Regions from separate parts of the Gossypium hirsutum genome. Here region 2 is linked to region 1. Evidence: chromatin contacts called from public Hi-C data. All regions are on one chromosome and are shown on one strand. Each heading gives the region's core, a stretch centred on a gene start, on an enhancer-like site or on the middle of the called end of the contact. The rest is flanking DNA. Distances are from core to core; before and after follow the strand shown.

The links. A called contact is a pair of places that touch in the nucleus more often than the background predicts.
Region 2: a contact with region 1 is called in a Hi-C map of leaf, with 2.9 times the contacts expected there. The contact joins the enhancer-like site here to the promoter of LOC107896890 in region 1. A contact is called at or near these places in 11 of 34 Hi-C or Micro-C datasets (anther, callus, hypocotyl and 2 more).

What each region holds. Positions count from the first base shown.
Region 1 is chrA10:83,237,180-83,241,299 of Gossypium_hirsutum_v2.1, reverse strand. It overlaps LOC107896890 (integrin-linked protein kinase 1), which reads left to right and starts at 2,679. Exons shown (of 12, transcript XM_016822188.2): 1 at 2,679-3,549. The coding sequence starts at 3,133.
Region 2 is chrA10:83,283,013-83,287,754 of Gossypium_hirsutum_v2.1, reverse strand. No RefSeq gene overlaps it. Among protein-coding and RNA genes, the nearest start is that of LOC107895582, 25 kb to the right of the region's middle. Within about 2 kb of position 1,469, at least 3 of the 9 cell types and tissues checked have an H3K27ac peak or open chromatin away from gene starts, as enhancers often do. A contact at or near this core is called in hypocotyl and leaf, where this site is marked.

The DNA.
Region 1 (4,120 bases), core at 1,430-3,929:
AGAGTATCCAAAGGGTCGAATAGGTTGAGATCTTTTTCCTTTTTTTTTTTTGACATCGAGAGCGAATTGTTAATAATGTATTTTAAAATTTGAATTATTAATTAATAATAATATTATTATATTCTATATAAATTTAATTATAAAAATATTTTTTAATATTTTAATATTCCGACCATTCATTTTAGCTCTTAAACATTTATTTTCACCAAAGTTATTTTCATTTTACAAAAATCGAAAATACAAAAGTTCAATCTAATTCAAAAAAAAATGATGTGAGGATTTAATTTTATTTCAAAAAATATAATTCTTAAAATTTTTAAATTTAAAACGATGTCTAGTGATGTTATGGAAAAAGCTAACATTTTTTTAATTTTATGACAAATCTCAGAAAGGTAGATAGATTATTGTTATGGCTTTGTTTGGTAATGAAAGCAGCATTAAAGGAAGGGATGGGCTCTTTGGAAGGACAGCTTTCAAAATTGGATCTCATAATGTCTTATTACTACACGATTCAATCATAGTATAAAAACTAGAACGAGAACACATTTTTTCCTTCAAGGAGGAAAAATTATGGGTAAAATAGGTATTATATAAAAAACCCAAAAAATCTTTAATTAAAATCAAATTAAATTATAATATATAAAAATATATTAGAAGGAAAAAGTTAGATGAAGGAAATCAATTCCGTATATCGGGGGCTTAAATGTGGGCCCAATCTCCCTAAAAAATATTATATGAAACTGACAGCAGGCAATGTTTTTTTTCCGTAGAGTCAATTGTTGGTGGGAGCCATGCCTTGTCATCAGTGTCCCACCAATCCCTAACTGCAGTTCCACTTGTTAAGAGTCGGATATTTAACTTTTGTACTTTTTCTGTTTTATTGCTCTTTGGGCATTGTCGATATTTTTGTACGCATAAATTAAAAGAAAAAAGGGTTAGTATTTGTGTTTTAAAGTTTGTTTTAAAGTTTTAAAGTTTGTTTTAAATATTTGTGGATTTTTTTATCAATAGTCCTAAGATTTGTTTCACTAAAAAGAAAAAAAATCCTCAAATAAAGTTTAAACATCCAATTTTGGATTGTTTTGATAAATCATTGTGGAATCTCATATTAATATTTTACTTACTATAAAATCTTTTAAGAAAAGTGAAATAAGTAGGTAAATCTTAGGTTAAAATTATTAAATTAATTTTACTTTTTTAAAATTAAAATCGTTAGATAATAAATACTTAATAATACAATTCTACACAATAATATATCTTTGAATTAGCCATCTATATCTCATAGTGATGTATCGATTATTAGTACTTTTGAATTAATTATTTATACTTCAAGAATATATATGAATACTTTACTCTATAAAAATTATTTTGATTATTGATCCCTAAATATCGATATTTAACCACTAAAATATTTAAACCTACTTTAAATTGACAATTTTAAAAATGTTTAAAGAATTTTTTTAATAATATTTTCACAAAATAACTTAAAAATAAATTAATAAACATTACCATCAAATTCAAATAATTTACTAAGAATAAGTGTATCTTATTTGCCCATACCATTTATTATATATACATTAGGTATCGTATTATATTTATGACACTATTTCATATTTACGTCGGCCGAAACCAAACAACTAAGATTATCTTAAGGGGGCGACACGTGCTAATATGCTTTAGTTTGAAGAGGGAAAAAGATCACATTAGAATAATGAAAGTGACATTAAGCTTGAAGCATGTACAAAAATGAAATGTAATATTTTTCTATAAATATATTATATTCTCTCCATTGACGATCACTTATTAATTTTAAGTTCCACACACTGAATAAGTAATAATAAATAATAATAATATGTTGTTTAATTATCATAAAATTTTATATTATTAATCAAAAGAATAATTTTATGCAACATGTCATAAAAAGTAATTTTTATATACATTATTCAAAACTTTTAAATTAAACCTTCTCCATATTATATAATATTATTTTTAATATTTTTTATAAATAAAACGTCATAAAAATAAAAATAAATATTAGAAATAACTTTGAAAGAAAAATAATAATTTAGATATTATATTATCTCTCACATAACAAATTTCATCTATCATAAGAATTTCGTTTTTCCTACCCCTAAAAAAATCGGTTTTTTTTTATTTTCTAAAAAAATAGTTAATATGTAGTATTTTAGTTTTAGAAAAGAAAAAAAATCAAAACTACTCAAAAAATTTAGTTTAATGTGAATGCTATAAATTTTGATTTTGTACAATTTTATATATAAATTTTTAATTTAATTTAAGTTTAATAATATTATCAGTTCAGTATCAATTTATATTTATATATAAATAATTATATTAATCAAATACAAAAATAAATAAATAATTTATTTATTTATTTAAATAATAAAATTGACTTAAGATCAAAATTTTATATGTATAATTATACTAAATCAAAATTTATATTTTAAATATTGTATATTAAAATAAAATTTAAGTGTAATTTTAATATTTATTTTATTTTAGAGAAAAAGTCAGTCAAAATCAAATTGAATATAGTGATAGTTGAATCTAGATGTAATTATTTATATTTTTTAGAAAAATAAAAAAATCTCTTGGATAACATTTTGAAAATTTTTACTCATTAAAAAGTAAAATATAATTATTATTGAATTTAATTCAAAGAATAAATTATAGATTTTTTTCGGCATTTGTCTCTCACAACAAACACAACGTTGTACGTTGTAATAAGATAGACAGCACTATCAATGAATATTTAGGTGAACGCCATTTTCGGTGGTTTCGTGGGTTGAAACAAAAAACAAGCAAAGGAGAAAAACCAAAAGCCAAGTTTCGACCATCGTTTTTTTTGCCTTGATTTTCTCTTTTCTTATTAGGCCCCCTGCGCTTCGCTCGGATCTCAAATCTTCTATCCTTCATCTCCTCATTCAGGCTTCGGCTCGATATCGGGATCCCTGAGCTTAAACTTGCTTCTCCGTTTTCTCCCCCCATTTGGCTCTCGATCGTCCGAATCCAGATTTACTCTTCACATTCCCTTGTTTTATCGATGATTATGTGAATTGTGTTGCTGTTCCAAATTTCTGGATTACCCTTTTAATTTTATCTTAAGAAACCACCATGGCATTAGCAGATCAGTTAAACCGGGGAATCTCCCGCCAGTTCTCTACCGGGTCAATGAAACAGAGTTTCAGCCGCCAGTTCACGCGGCAGACATCGCTGGACCCTCGGAAGAACAATCAAAGATTCAGCTTTGGTCGGCAGTCGTCGCTGGACCCAATTAGGCGGAGTCCCCTCCACGATGATATGGCGGTGCCGGAAAACCTTGACGCGACCATGCAGCTGCTCTTCATGGCGTGTAGAGGGGATGCCAAAGGAGTGGACGATTTGTTGAATGAAGGCGTTGATGTTAATAGTATTGATTTGGATGGCCGTACTGCTTTGCATATCGCTGCTTGTGAAGGTCATGTTGAGGTTGTTAAGCTTCTTCTTGTTAGGAAGGCTAATATTGATGCCCGTGACCGTTGGGGTAGTACGGTACGTTTCTTCTTCTTCCTTTTTTATTTATTTATTCATTTTGTCTTATTTTTTGTCCGTTTTCTTTTAATCCTTTATTTGTTCGAATTGTGGGGAAAGTTATTATTTATTTGCAGGTTTCAACTATTTCATTGTTATCATTGTGATTAATCATCTTTATTGGTCGGTTTTGTTCATACAACTTATTGGTTTTGAACATGGAAGTTTAAAGATGTTATTTTGTTTCAATGCTTAAGCTATTTAGCTTTGATTGAATATTGGGATCTCGTGTGGTGTGGTTTAGGGGAGAAAACAGGTAGTAAATTAACAAATTAGGGCTGAACTATGAATAGGAAAGAAGATGGACTCTAGAAAACTTAGGTTATAGAAAACCTCTAATTTTCTATTAATTCAAAGACTTTCATTCTTGCAACTAGGCCTTCTTGTAAACAAAGTTTTGTTCCTATTCCTAAGTTTAAATCCTAATGATAGTAGCCGTCTATAATATATCCATACTTAGATAAATATTATAAGATAAAACTGTCATAATAAAATATTGTAATAAAAAGAAAAGCTCCTGTCTCATCTCCCC
Region 2 (4,742 bases), core at 220-2,719, 48 kb before region 1:
CTAAAAAGTTAGAAATTAGGGTTTTCATCGGTTCCTAAATTTGTGGTGGTTGTATGTTATCAATTTGTTAAAAATACAGGAAGGGAATCGTGTCACAAGGTGGTTTCCCTAGGTTGTAGCTTGTTCTACTACAAAATCTCAATGCTTGTGGTAATTGAAAAGAAATGTCCAGTGAATAGAATCAAATGTCTTCCTTAAATCAATTTTTTTGCTCATTCTGGAAGTGTGATAACCCCTTCACCATTTCTTGTGCCAGCATCACATTCTCAACATTTCTGCCATGAAGAAATGCACTTTAGGTTCTATTGGCAAACAACTTTGCTGTGCATTTCTAAAAGAAGTGACAATATATGAGCCCAAAATCCACCATGACTCTGCTTTTAAGAACAAGAGCTACTCAAGTAGATTTCACAACTTAGGAAGCTTATCAATGTTGAAAATTTGAAGAATTGCCACACCAATGATATCCCAATGAAGGGATCTACACATACATATTTCATTTTCTCAAAACTTGATTTTTAAATTATTTTTTCACTCATCAACTAGGAAATAAGCTGTGTTATCTTTTACCTTGTTCACGAGTTTTGAAATATATTTTATTGTTAAACTATTTTTTATATATGTGCAATGCACGAGTAAGATATAGTGTATAAAAATTAAAGAACATATAAATTGGTTTTTTCCTTCATATGCTTGAATGTAAAACAATGATTAATTCCCTAAAAAATAATTATTAATTTGGGAATGAAATAAAATATTTTTTTTAGTTCATATTTGTTAAACTCAATATACATCAAGAGGGTTGAATTGGTGTTTTAAAAATTTAAAGCAAAGATGACAGATTAAAGAATTTACAGGTGATTCAATTTCAATTACCTACCTTCACTACATTAGCTTACCATAACTAAGCAAAGATGAGGTTTAACATTTATAATATTTATCTTTTCAAAAGGCAAGATAGAGTCACTTCTCATTCCTTAAGGTTTTTTACTCAAAAACCTTAATAAATCCTCACAAATTTTAGAAAAATAATTGAGAAAGAATTTTTTTCTCTAAAAGGTAGATATAGAAAAAATTAATTGTCTTACAATACAGGACAACACTTGAAAGAAAAAATTACAAATAAACCCGCACGTGTGTACAAGTAAAAATACGAATAACAAAGAGAAAAGATTGGATTTTTCTCTTGAGTTTTGTAATCTTATTTCTTGTATTGTTCAGAGTGTTCTTGTTCTATATTTATACCCTCTTATAGATAAATAGTTGATTGGTGTTGATAGAGATCAAATTGAGCATTGAAGTATTTAATTTTAGCATTAAATGCACTTGCAGAGCTAGAGGAACAAATACCCAAGCCTTTGGAGTGCGATTCCTTTCATCCAAAATGTGACCATTGGGCCATAAGTACTGCACCTCAGTTGCGAGGAGTACGGTACCTCTTAAGTAGAGGTCCAGTACTTGAGCTTTTCGAGACCATAAAAAAGGAGGCTTGGGTGCGGTTCCTTTGAGGGGATGGTGTACCTTGTGTCCATTTTGCTTACTAATTCTTAGGTACTGCACCATTTTCCAAAATAGTTCAATTCTTTTTAGTCAATGTGCTTAGTGACTTTTAGGTACCATTTTTTGCCAGGGCATCACACTTGATTTGGTTCATTTAGAAAATTTTATTTTTCATTTAAAAGAAGATTTGAAAATAATTCTTAAAAATTTATTTTACCAAATTTAATTTAAAGAGTATTTGTTATATCAAAACATTAAAAAAATAAAACTAACAATATTAAATGATAAATAATATTTAAAATAATATAGTGAAACATTAGTCATCGGTAACTATCAAATAGTAAAAAATTAAAATATTTTAAAATGAACAAAAATAACCTAAAATGCTAAGTGAAGGTGTTGATGGGCCAAGTAACTTGCGCTTGGGTTTTACATTTTCGACTTCAAGCCTAGCCGATTTACTATACAATAATTGAAATATATAAAAATATTTTTTATTAATATTTATAATATTTATAATTAAATTTAAATAAAAATACTTTTATTATGATTTAATAAGTGAAATGAGCTTTTCGGATAAGCTAGTCTAGAAATTTTTTAGAATTAGGCCTAAGCTCAAGTAGACCTATGAATACCTCTACCGTCAAGTAAATATATTTACTTCAGTTAAAGGTAAACAATAAGTAATAAATTATAATCATTGTTAAAAATAAGTAGTAAAAAATGTAAAGTTAAACTATTCAAATAGTCAATCGAGTTTACCTATGTTCTTATTTTGGTCATCCATTTTAAAATTTTGTAATTTTAGTCATTCCCATTAGTTAAATTTCATGTTTTAGTGGCCTTATTTTGATTGTTATAATAACAATTCTAGCCATTAACATTTTATGCAATATGTCTATTTGATCCTAATTTTAAAAATTTTAACAATTTTCTCCCTCAATATTTACATTTTCGATCAACTCGGTCCTATAAATTCAAAAAATTTATGATTATAAAAATTTCAAAAAAATAATAAATAAAAAATTGCATAAATTTTCATAAAAAAAATTATAAAAATTTGCATAATTGATGGTGTTAATTTTTGTTTCGGTTGGCTGAGAGAGTTTGAGTGGTCTTGAAATTCTGAGGTAGTTGGGGTTGAATTATTAGTAGGAAATTGAGATTTAGTGGGGTGTTTATTTTGATTTTATTTTATTTTATTTTTCCCCCGAAAGACTTCTATGTTTGACATTCTGTCTTCTTCCTCTTTTTTGGACTTCTGCCAATTTTTTCTTTCCTTTTTCCTCTTTGATTCAGTAATCAAGTTTTAGTGCAATTCTTTGTGTTTCGGTGTTAGGTACCTAATTCTCGGTTTAGTAAGTGTGTTTATTGTTTTTGGCTAGTGAATCTTTGGTTGATGGGGTTTCGTTTTTGTTGCTTAGGAGAAGATCAAGGGACTGAGGGCTTCCAACAAGTGCTATACTTGTGCGAAATCATCGTTGCTCATTCGAAGGTAAAGGTTTTGGTGAAATAAGAGATTGTATGTTCCGGTGTAGTTTCGATTTAGTATCAATTTAAGTGACTAATTCGATGATTTATTGATCAATTTTAGGTGTTGCGTGGCTTGGGAGTGTTTTCGCATCGAAATCGTATCAGGTGTGTTCCCAAAATGCAAAAAATTGAGTTTTGGCTAGAGCCGAAAAAGTATTCTATCGACGCCACACGAGTGTGTGCCCAGCCGTATGGTTGACCGTCTGCGAGACACAATCGTGTGTCTGACGAAGGTACGACCGTGCACAAGACACGATCGTGTAATGGTGTGAATGTGGCCATGTAGGTCACACGGGCTAGGCCATATTGGCTGCGCCGGCCTACACGCTCAGCGTGTGGGTTTTGGACCAAGCCATATGGGCCACATGGGCAAGGCCAATCTGGGCGTCTGGGCCCAAATTTTGAAATTTTCCCTAAGGTCGCACGGGTCGTTCTGATCAGCTATGGGCCTACCGTAGGGTTGATAAAGGCTAATCAAACCCTAAATTATTTATCTGATATTTTGATAGTCTGCTCTGAATAGGACACCGTTATGCATGCTTGACTATTCTGTTAAATATATGGGTATTTGTATACGAGCATGTAAGCATGATATTTTTGTATATGTATTCTATATATATATTTGGGGTGGGAATCGCATATGTGGAGGAAGTGATTTGTACAGTGACCTTTCGCCTATATACTGGTAGCTCGATTACATATTATCTTCGATGTGTCGTATTGACACTATATGGTGTGTAGGGATGGGTGGGTGTTTTTAACCCCATATGGTGTGATGGGATGGTCAGAGCTGGTGTGTAGAGGATGGGATTAGGATTCTGTATATCTGTTCTGCTTATCTAATTTTGTTATCTGTATTTGTAAAGGACTTAAGTCTGAATCTGAATCCAACTGTATATGTGATTTCTGTATGTATAGCATGTCTATTTTTGTTGGGTTACTCATTGAGTTTACAAAAACTCACTTATGTTTGTCTGTTCTGTTCAGGTAATCCACAGACTTAAGTAGTTCGGTGTAGTGGAGTCTCACGGTGACCATAAGTTTGTGAATTATTTTTGATTAATGGTTTTTATATAATTAAGGATTGTTTCTGGGAGTTTTGTAATTAAGGGACTCTTCGAACTGTTTGGTTTTATTTTGGACTTGGATTTTTTATTTAACTCTTCATATACGACGGTTGGCTAAAGACATGGTTTTTACTAAAACAAAGGTTTTTTTCTGAAAATACGAACGGGATTTTCAAATATAACAATTTCTAAGACTTCCACTGTAAATTATGTTTTGACAAATGAATTAATTAAACAACGCTTTCAGTATTAGTTATAAACGAATATGAGTTATAAAACTTGAATGATTTATCGAAATCATTCTGTTTTCAAAACCCTTCTTTGTGACATCTCTAAATTCGGCCATAATGTTTAGGCCAGGGTTAGGGTGTTACATTTAGTGGTATTAGAGCCAGGTTGTAAAACTCGGGTTGTGAATTTTGGGTTCCGAAATTGTGTTTCAAAAAGAATTGGCTTTCAAATAATTTAGATCACTCAAAGTAAATTTGTGGTACACTGAGTCTCCGACGCCGATCCTGTAAGTATTTCTGAACTTAGATAGAATATTCTAAAAATACTGTAGTTAGCACTTTCTGAAGCTATGCTAAGCTAGTGAGAGACTAAAATCTCTGAAATACTTTTAAACTCTTGATAATTTACACA